Linked DNA regions of Triticum aestivum: region 2 is linked to region 1. The links are chromatin contacts, called in public Hi-C maps. All regions are on one chromosome and are shown on one strand. The core of a region is the stretch at or near the end of the contact, and the rest is flanking DNA. Distances in the headings are between cores, read along the strand shown.

Region 1 (4,910 bases), core at 1,296-3,795:
TTTGGAACACATTTTCCATATTAATGATCAACCATTGATAAGAAATAAAGTAAACAAGCTCAATATTTTACTTACTGCCTCAAATCCACGGTTCGTCTGCTGCAACAACCCAACAAGGGAGTGGTTAATGAGTGCTCGCTTCCCTGACGGATAGAATCCAGCTCGGGATGCCACGATCGTCACTGGCTTCCCGTTACAAACCCTCACCTGAGTACCGGCACCAAACTCAAGCGAAGTCAGCGAACGTTTTTTTTTTCAAGAACATACAAGGCAGCGAACTATAACTGCAACTGATACTATACAGCTACGCTGAAAACCTTGGCACCATTAGACATTACAGTGATACTGACAACACTGAATTACTCATGGCTACAATTTTCATATGACGAGCTAAATCTACTGGTACATTCAACACAGTTGACATAAGAGTAGACAGTAGCTACTATTAGTTGTCACTGTTGTATATTATCATCGAATCAGTAACAATATTCAGTAGGAACCTCACATCGATCTGGAAGAAGTCCTCCTCTCTATTGTCATCGACGAACGGGCGCGTCGACCTTCTGATGTCTGCAATGGATCACAATCACATTAATGGAAAAACCTAACAGAATTTTGTTCTCCAAATACAACTCGAACCTACTACTCATTCCTGTACGAAATGTGCTAGAAAAATACAGAGAGAAGAAGAAGAAAATGACTAGCACTGGCACTTACACTGGATCGGCGGCGAGAGGTGGGAGAAGGAGAAGAAGTCGTAGAACTCCCCCAGCTTCGGCGGCGGGTACATGGGCTCCTCGCCGCCGCCGCCACCGGCGACCACGGCGCCGGGCGAGCCTGGCTTGGCGGCCTCGGCGGCCGCATCGGTGGCGGGCGCGGGCTTCTGCTCGGGCTTATTGACCCCGAACGCGGTGGTGCAGGCGACGACGTCGAGCAGCCGGCGGACGTGCGCGACGGCGAGCTCCTCCGTGTACTCCTCTGCGGCGCCATTGCGAGACGGAGCGTGTCAGCGCGCAGTTTTTGCGATTTGGCCCTCGACGTACGCGCTATTCGCGGGTTCGTCCTTACCTTCGACGATGCTGAGGTGGCAGGGCTTGAGGGCGGCGATTTCCACCGTGTCCTTGAGCTGGGGCCCACGGACCTGCATTTGTGCCCACGTAACAAGTACAGCCTGTCAGCTGGCTCGAACTCTGAAGCAGTTTTCAGCCGCTCGGGTCTGTGACGTGTACCTCGTGGCAGAGGGAGAAGCTGGTGATGTGGCAGGTGTCCACGTGGACGGCCAGGAGCTTCCGCACGTCGAGGATCCTGTCCGTCGATATGCCCTGAAAGTGCAAGAAGGCGCATATGCATTGGTTGCTCATTTCTCTTACTAGCTTATTATTACTCCGATGGTGATTTTGTTTAAACCGAGGCAAAAAGTTTGTTTCATCAATTCATCCATTAAGCAGAAGAGGTTTTTTTTGCGGGAATAAGCAAAAAGAGAGTTGCTCGGTTAATTTTAGTAAACTGGGTCAAAACTAAGCAAAAATGTTTCGGAAGTCACTTGGACCTCTAATTAACCTGCTCCAACTGTACGGTGTTCCACCTGGCATGCATGGCACGGATGTTGTTTTGTGGACCATTTTGTTTTGAAATTTGGGAGCTCCTTTTTACATAGAGTTTGGCAGAGTTTGTGCCCCGAATTTAAATCTTTCCGTGGTTTTTTTTTGTGTGAACGTGTAAATACGAGCGTGAATTCTAAGCACGTGATGAGATTGTTGTGCATAGCGGAAGAAGGACAAACGGTAGGAATGCACGGCCGCAGGCGCAAAAGGAAGATAAGAAAATGCCAAAGGCGTATATATCGCGTGGGCCGTAACTGATGGAGCTCTCCTCTCCCCACGTAAAACCTCGTGGAGGGAAGAAGATAAGCTTAGCCAGGCGGGGCGGGGCGGTCGGTCTTCTCACCTTGAGCGTGAGGTGGGTGTAGTCCGGCGCCTCCACGGTCACGTCCAGCACCGTCGGCAGAACTGCATCAATTTACACGTACGTTCATTCACAAACAAAATCATTCAGAACCGATTGAAAATCGGCAAAAACTCATCATCTTCTGAACTTGCAATTCAGCAAAGATTTGAATTCTACAGAGTAGGAGAATCGAGTTTACAACTAGCGCACGCACGCACCTTTCTCTTCCTTCTTCTTCTTGTCGCCCTTGGCCTTGGGCTTGGCCTTCCCCGCCTTGGGCGCCATGCCGCCCGCCCGGCCCTCGCAACGCTAGCTTGCTGCTGCTGCTTCCACAAACCTCGACGGCTCGCTTGCAGTTTCTATCCCGAAATTCCCAACGGAATGAGAATCTGAACTTCTCAAGGTAGCTACCGTGCTCTTGGCATTTAGATGGTGAAGAGGAGAGGAGATAGCGAGGGAGCGAGCGAGCGAGCGAGCGAGAGAGGTGGGCTAGAGAGAGGATAAGGTGATATATAGCAGCGCCTAGATGCTGCTACGAGCTAGCTAGCTGAGCTGAGCTGAACAGCTTCCACTGGCTCTGTGAACCTGAAGTTGAAGGCGCAGGCGGAGTGGGAAGAGGACAAGAGCGCAGCAAAGGGAGCGAGCGAGTGAATATGAATAGTGGATAGAATGTTGAGATTACTCCAGTCTGGGAATAAAAGAGGAATAGTGGATGCAAAATGTTGTGGTTACAGAGAGCAGGGGAGGCTGGGCACGAGTCTTCTGTCGGCCAAATGGTGAAGTTTTTATGAGTGTGTGCGTGCAGTTTCATGTGTCTGTGCAAGTGATTAGTGGCTAACATTAGAAACGAGCTGATATGGCGAAAAGAATGGTGTTTTTTTGTTAATTCTACTTTCTCATGTGCGATGACATGTATTTCGCCGGTTCTTCTGGAGCAACTTTTGCTTATCTGAAAAAACTCATGGCGCATAATTATCCACTTGCAGGTTTTCCATTCACGGCGCCTGGAGGGGCTCTAGAACGCGGGTGAGAGTTCTTTTACCGCCATCCGTGTACGAATAACGTACGCCACGAAAATGTTGGATCCAAGAACTACTAGTGATGTCTTCTTCTTCTCCTTCTCTCGATTAAAAGAACTAGTGATGTCAAAATTGTATCAGGCTAAATACAAGGTGAGAGAGCACAGTAATAAATTCATCATAGATTCATCCGGGCGTTACTTGAACCGTACTGACAGAGGTTTCCAAACCTTCAATAACTGAAGTGCTAGTAAACTCCAGTCAGTAGAGAAGGTCTGGACGGTACGAAACCAATGGCGCAGAGCGTCCCCAGCTGCACCGCAGTGCAGTGTACGCGCGGGCGGGCGGGCGGGCGCGCTGGCCACGGGGGAGAGCGACGGGGCTCAGGGGATTTGGCGGCATCCCGAGAGGGAACCAGAACCAATGGCCAGAGGCCGCCCCCTCATCTCGTCACCCCGGAGCCAATCCCCATCTCACCCAATCTCCGAGCCTCCACGCCTCCGTGTCCTATCTGCAGCGCGGCCACCAGCTCTCCGGCTATCTCACTATCCCGCTCGACGCGACGCGTCCACCCATTTCTGACCGCGCCGGTCGGCCGGCCGGTACAGCCGTGGGGCGGGCGAGCGAGCCCCGTGTGCCGTCCCCTTGGGGCGGGGCCGTGGGGCTCCGGTTGGGTTTGGAGCTCACTGCGTTTCGGGCAAGCTGACGGTAGAGTTATTTTGGGTAGCAGGGGAAGCGGCGGGGCGTTCAACTGTACGAGACTTGTGAATTCTGTAAAAAGTGAAAGAGATTTGAATGAGTGAGCAGCAACCGAATTTCATTCACGTGTGGGGAATCTAGTGATTGCAACGGGGATTGCAATATGGGTAGCTCATGACTTCATGAGCTAGCCCCATTAGCTAAGTGGTTGTTTGTGTTACGAACCGACAGTTACGAAGGATGTCATTAGCAAACCGTCATTAGGCACTGTCATTAGTTGCGTTGGAAACAGGAAAAGGAAGAATAATCACTAGTTGAAATATTCCCTTTTCCCTACCTTCTGCTTCACTCGGGTCAGTTTTTTTTCTATTTTTTGAGGAAAAAGATATAAAAGAGAAAAGAGGGTAATTATAAAAATGTTGAGGGGGTTAATATGGAATAGTAAAGGTATTGGTGATAAGGATAAAAAGAAATTTATCAAAGATCATATCAATGTAAACAGTCTTGACTTTGTGGGCATCCAAGAGACAATGGAAACTGAGTTTAATTCGGTAGAATTGTCTGAGTTGGGTGGACAGGAAAGTTTTGATTGGAATATTTCACCATCCAGAGGTAGGTCGGGAGGGATTCTGGTGGGTACTAATAATGCTACTATGGTTAAGGAAGAAGTGGAATTTGGAGAGTGTTTTGTTAGACTTATTAGCGAACCATCATTTCGACTGTCATTAGTCGGTTATTAGTGTTCAAGCGTCGTACCGACGCATATATCTGTAGAGGAGCCTATTCGATGCGACTCAAATTCCTGTATAAATATACGATTCTCAAATCAATGAAAGTTTCTGATCGTTCACGTGTGGGGAATCTAGTGATTGCAACAGGGGGGTTGCAATACGGTAGCTCATGAGCTAGCTCAATTAGCTAAGTGGTTGTTTGGATACCGATAATTAGCCATGAGATTACATAAAACTAAGGGCATCTCCAACACCGACACTCAAACCTAGTAACATCATCTCTTAAACACTTCCAAGCCAAGAGGTAGACAGCCACATCGAGGTCATCTGGTCCTAGAGAAGCATTTTTCTGGACACCTTCTAGTCCCAGGACACCGGAGCTCCGGTTTGTACCGAATATCCGAGGACAACAAATGACATGATACTAAAACAAGCATAACTTGGTCACGGAAACTTCAATTTCGATGATCATGGGATCATTTAGAAGCAACTGAAAATGTGACCGTCTAGGCCT
Region 2 (4,910 bases), core at 1,700-4,199, 280 kb after region 1:
CAGACTATTCTCAGAAGCTCTGGAGAGGATAGAAGTGGAAACAATTTATCCTTTTATCCGTTTATCAGTTATACACTAGGAGCAGTGATTTACTAACACGGTCAATATTGGCAGGTTCAGACCATTCGGCATGAATGGTGAAGCTATATAAATAACAATGAACATTGGCAGGTTCAGAAATAGTTTATCTGGTCAGTATCATCAGACCAGCCTAATTAAAGTAAACATTCTGACAGCAACTCCAAATAAACGTGAGTGGTCACGCCTGTCTCGAGCCTGACATTATGCTGTAAACAATCGGTATTATACGAAGACAATGTGGACCATAGATATCTCAGTCTATCACAGTCACCCTTTTCTTTCGTCCTAAGAAATTGCCGCGTTGTTACTGCTCCTCCTGAAGAGCCTTTCCGCTGCCTCGCCCAAAACAGAATACTAGTGGAATTCAGAGTAAGAGGACTGAAAAGGTCATTGCACAACAGCAAGTTACTGAAGGGGATATGGTTTCAATCATGGGTGTGCATTGACATCAATAACTTGAAAAGGAAACACAACCAAAAATGATTCTTGTTTAATACTAGTGAAGGGACCCGCGCCCTCCACCTATCTGCATTGATATCAACACGACCAAAATGATTCTTGTTTATTTACATGGCCATTAGCACTAGAATATGATCAGCTAGAAGTTTTTTCAGTGGATTACTGGTAGACAGGTAGAGTGATGATAGGTGAGAGTGAGTTTTGCTGCCATTTGGAACATGGATGCGTACTTCAACAAGCTGTATGCCCTCTCCTTGACAAGGAAGCAAAGCAAGAAAGGGTTGTGATAGACAGGGACAGCTTACAGCTTAGAACACATATACTGTATAATACAAGGAATTCCCTGCAAGATCTACTGAAAGAATATTCTCAGAAGCTCTGGAGAGGATAGTGGAAACAATTTAACCCTTTTATCTGTTCATTGGTTACACACTAAGAGCAAACTGATTTACTTACACGGTAGCTTACTGGTCAACATTGGCAGGTTCAGACACGGTAATTTGGTCAGTAGTAGCATCATTAGATTAACTTATTTACTACTGAACATTCTGACATGAACTCTAAAATAAGCGAGTGGTCACGAAACACGCGCATCTCTCGAGCCTCGGGTTGCGCCATAATAAACAATCGGCATTATCTACTAAGTCAGAGAATTAAGGCCATAGATATCTCAGCCCATCACATTCACCCTCTGTCATCTAGTAGTTGTATTACCAAAACTGCAGCCCTCTTTTTCTGAGAAGAAATTACAGCCTTGTTCGCTGCTGCCCTCGCAGCCAAGCTTCCCCTGCTCCTGGAGAGCATCTCGTAACATTGCCCAAGACAGAATACTAATAGAATTCAGAGGAGTGGGGCTGAAACGAAACTACTATACGGACGACGTTTCCTTGGACGATTTGTGGACGACAGTAAATCAGCGGCTGGGCTACAATTTCTTCTATGCATGGACGGTTCTAACCATAGCGTCGTGCAAGCATCGGCTTGATTTTGTCGTGTGCATAGCAGCGCTGTGAAATTACTGAAAAGTGAAACCCAACAACAGCAAATTACTGAAAGGGATACGGTTTCTTGGCGCGAGCATATTCGCACGACCACGACCACGACCACTACTGGGTAGCTGCTGCAGCTGCCGGCCCGCAGAGATCTTGCCGGCAACGGCAAGCAAGGCTAGGCAATTGGGGCACTACAGCAGCACAGCACCCACCCACCCCCCTTGTGAGAAATTACCCCCAAACTAACCAAGGTCTGAAGCTCTGAACGACCTTGCTTGCGCGAGGCCGTTGATTAATTGATTATAAATATACATCGAAGAATCAGTTGCGCCGGGCAGCCGCGTGACTAACGTGTGGGCGGAAACTGCGATTTTCTTACTCGTATTGGTAGTTGTATATTCGTGATTCGTCTACGTGAGGTGGCAATTGTCAATCCATTTCCTCACGCAATATCTCACTGCTGGAATGTTTCAGGCCGTCAGGTCTGGTGCCGTGCGAAGACGGATGAACATCCTAGAAAGAACCGACGAACAAAAAGGAAGAAGCCACTAATTTTTGCAGAGGCAGAGGCAGAGGCAGAGGAAGCTAACGAAGAATCGAGGAACAGAGGGAGATTCTGGGCTGTAAATCGAATTGGTGTAAGACTTCGTGATAATTTTCAAGAAAGAAATGGCAGGAGCAAATTTCAAAATTAATTCCCAGGAGAGAGAGAGAGAGAGAGAGAGAGAGAGAGAGAGAGAGAGAGAGAGAGAGAGAAAGCATGAGGGGAGCCTTTGCCGAGATCTGGACTGAAATTTGGCGAAACCGGCAATACGGTTGTGGGAGAGAAGAGGGAATGGCTGAAGGACGGACAGGCTCCTTTCTTTGTAAAGGAACAATATCCTCTTCTTTTTTAAAACGAAGCGGTTCAAATCAGGATGGATTCAAGAGTTGAAGACGTTTGCTCAAAGGATTTGAAGCAGCAAGAAGGAGCAGAGCACCCCTACCTGACGACGGCCTCCTCCTGGACTTCCAGAAGATCCGCGGCGGGTCGGCCATGGACGGCTCCTCCATGCTCCCCGGCCGGCAGGTCACTGCAGCCCAAGACAAGAGCGCAAATATACATCAGCTACCGAAATCCTGCGTCAGTAAGGACGAAATGGTCAGGAGCTCAGCTCACCTCCGGTGGCTCCTCGGCTCGACTTCCTGCTGCCTGCCTGCCGGAGCTCCTCCCAATCTCTCGCTCTCTCTGCCTCGGTGCGGTTTGGTCGCGTGCGCCGCGTTATCTCGTGGTTTCTGGCTGTGCTTGTGCCGTGGCGTGGGCGGGCTGTTGGTGCCACTAGCAGAAAGAAAGGAAAAACGGTGGCCTTGGAAGCCACTCCCGTTTCCTTGGCGTCCTTGACGGTGGCTTTCAGCCGTGCCCGTGACGTGACGCGCTGGCTTTCTGGCACCGGTAGTAGCTGTCGCCCGGGCGACGGGACGGCTACTCACGGCGTTCACGCTTGACCGCCAGCAAGACAGAGAGGGGCGTTTTCGTTTTGGGCTACCCGCCCGCCAACAACCAGTAGCCGTGCCCGTGCGCGCTCCTCCCCTCCGGATCCTCTGTGGGCAGTGCAGGCAGGGCCTACTTACGCTGATGCCGATTTGGTTCACTTTTGTCCGTTTGGGTCAGCTGTAGATGTGGCGTTTTAAAAAATATATATATAAATGGCGTATGTCTTCATCAATGAATTTTTGGACAGTGTGTTCGACCGACCGATCCATTTGGTTCGCTCACCGTTTTTTCCGCCAAATTTCTATACGCGTTAATTAGGCAAACAAATAAAAATAAAACATTACACATAACTAAACAAACAAGTCACACGGTTTTACATCATAATAAATAAATGTCATGGTTCACAACCAAATGAATTGAAATTTGTGCGAACTACATTGAAAAATGAAAGAGCGGATACATTTATTGGTTGCTGCATGTTTTGAACTTGAAGTGAGTTGTCTAGTCACGCATTTTTTGGGTGAAATTGAATGAACTGTGCAAACGTTGCCGCTCTCGGGCTCAACGCCTTCACCCTGGAAATCTCCCCTTGGTCAAAGAGGTTGTCGTCACACTCATCGTCTACGGTCATGTTAAGCATGATCACACAAGCAGTCATTACCTCTCACATCTTTTGTTTGCTCCATGTTCTAGCAGGGTGTCGAACAATAGCCCATTGAGATTGAAGCATACCAAAAGCACGCTCCACATCCTTCCTAACTCTCTTGTTCTTTGGCAAACCCGACCCTCTTCTCTCCTACGGATTGGAGATTGTCTTGACAATCGTAGACCAGTGAAGATAGATAGCATCAGCTAAGTAGTATCCCTTGTTGTATTGATGACCATTGATCTCAAAGTTAACCGCTAGGGACTTGCCTTTCGAAAGACTTGTGAACACCAGAGAGCGTTGAAGTACATTGATGTCATTGTAAGAACCTGTCATGCTGAAAAAAGAGTGCCAAATCCAGATATCTTTTGATGTCACAACTTCAAGTATGACCGTGCAAGCTTTAACATGTCCCTTGTACCCCTACCAAGCAAATGAACAATTCTTTCACTTCCAATGCATACAATCTATGCTTCCAAGCATCCCCAGAAAAGCCTCTCGATTCATTGATTGCTAACAATCGGGTTGTATCCGTAGCATTTAGTTCTCTCAAGTATTCGGGCCAAACACTGCAACCACAGATTTGCAGAACTTGTACAATGATGCAAGGCATGTGGACTCACTCATGCGGACATACTCATCCACAATTTTATCGGGAATTCCATATGCAAGCATACCAACAGACGCAAATACATTTCTCATAAGAGGAGAAGCCAACATTTCCAAGGGCATCATACTTGCATTTCAAGCAATCATCATAGCTACCACTCCCTCCATAATACGGTTGAACATATGTCTCGTCATCCGAAAGCGTCACTGGAAAACCTTGGGAGGGAATAATGGGTCATTGTACTTTAAATAATCATGTAGAGTAGGCATTGGCCGCTCTCTCCGTTATGACTCAAATCCGAAGCATGGTTCGGGATCGATCCCTTAAACCTTGGTCGTTGCCTAGCAATGTGCTCATTGATAACCAAAGCAGGTATCACACCATCATCATCCTCGTCAAAATGATTCTTCGGACGATGATGAACATATGAAGTTGTTATAAAAAAATCATCATACCTGCCCACCATGATGAAATTGTGCCTCACTTGACGGAGGGATGTGCCTCGATTGCGTTGGACAAATAGCCGAATACCTTACGGGCGGTGGCGAGTCGCAACCGGTGAATGGACGGAGTTGGGTGGTGGCACAGAGGCCAAAAATGGGCGGCAGCGACGGCGAAGAGGGCGTGGTGCTTGTTGGGAGGGAGGAT

The links. Hi-C and Micro-C count contacts between places; a contact is called where the count stands out from the background.
Region 2: a contact with region 1 is called in a Hi-C map of leaf, with 2.4 times the contacts expected there. The contact joins the promoter of LOC123128746 here to the promoter of LOC123128742 in region 1. A contact is called at or near these places in 2 of 5 Hi-C or Micro-C datasets (both in leaf).

What each region holds. Positions count from the first base shown.
Region 1 is chr6A:588,716,125-588,721,034 of IWGSC CS RefSeq v2.1, forward strand. It overlaps LOC123128742 (protein TSS), which reads right to left and starts at 2,546. Exons shown (of 24, transcript XM_044548832.1): 1 at 2,166-2,546; 2 at 1,948-2,009; 3 at 1,230-1,322; 4 at 1,069-1,141; 5 at 718-978; 6 at 506-570; 7 at 76-207. The coding sequence starts at 2,232.
Region 2 is chr6A:588,996,804-589,001,713 of IWGSC CS RefSeq v2.1, forward strand. It overlaps LOC123128746 (protein HEADING DATE REPRESSOR 1), which reads right to left and starts at 2,950. Exons shown (of 4, transcript XM_044548837.1): 1 at 2,692-2,950; 2 at 2,519-2,605. The coding sequence starts at 2,585.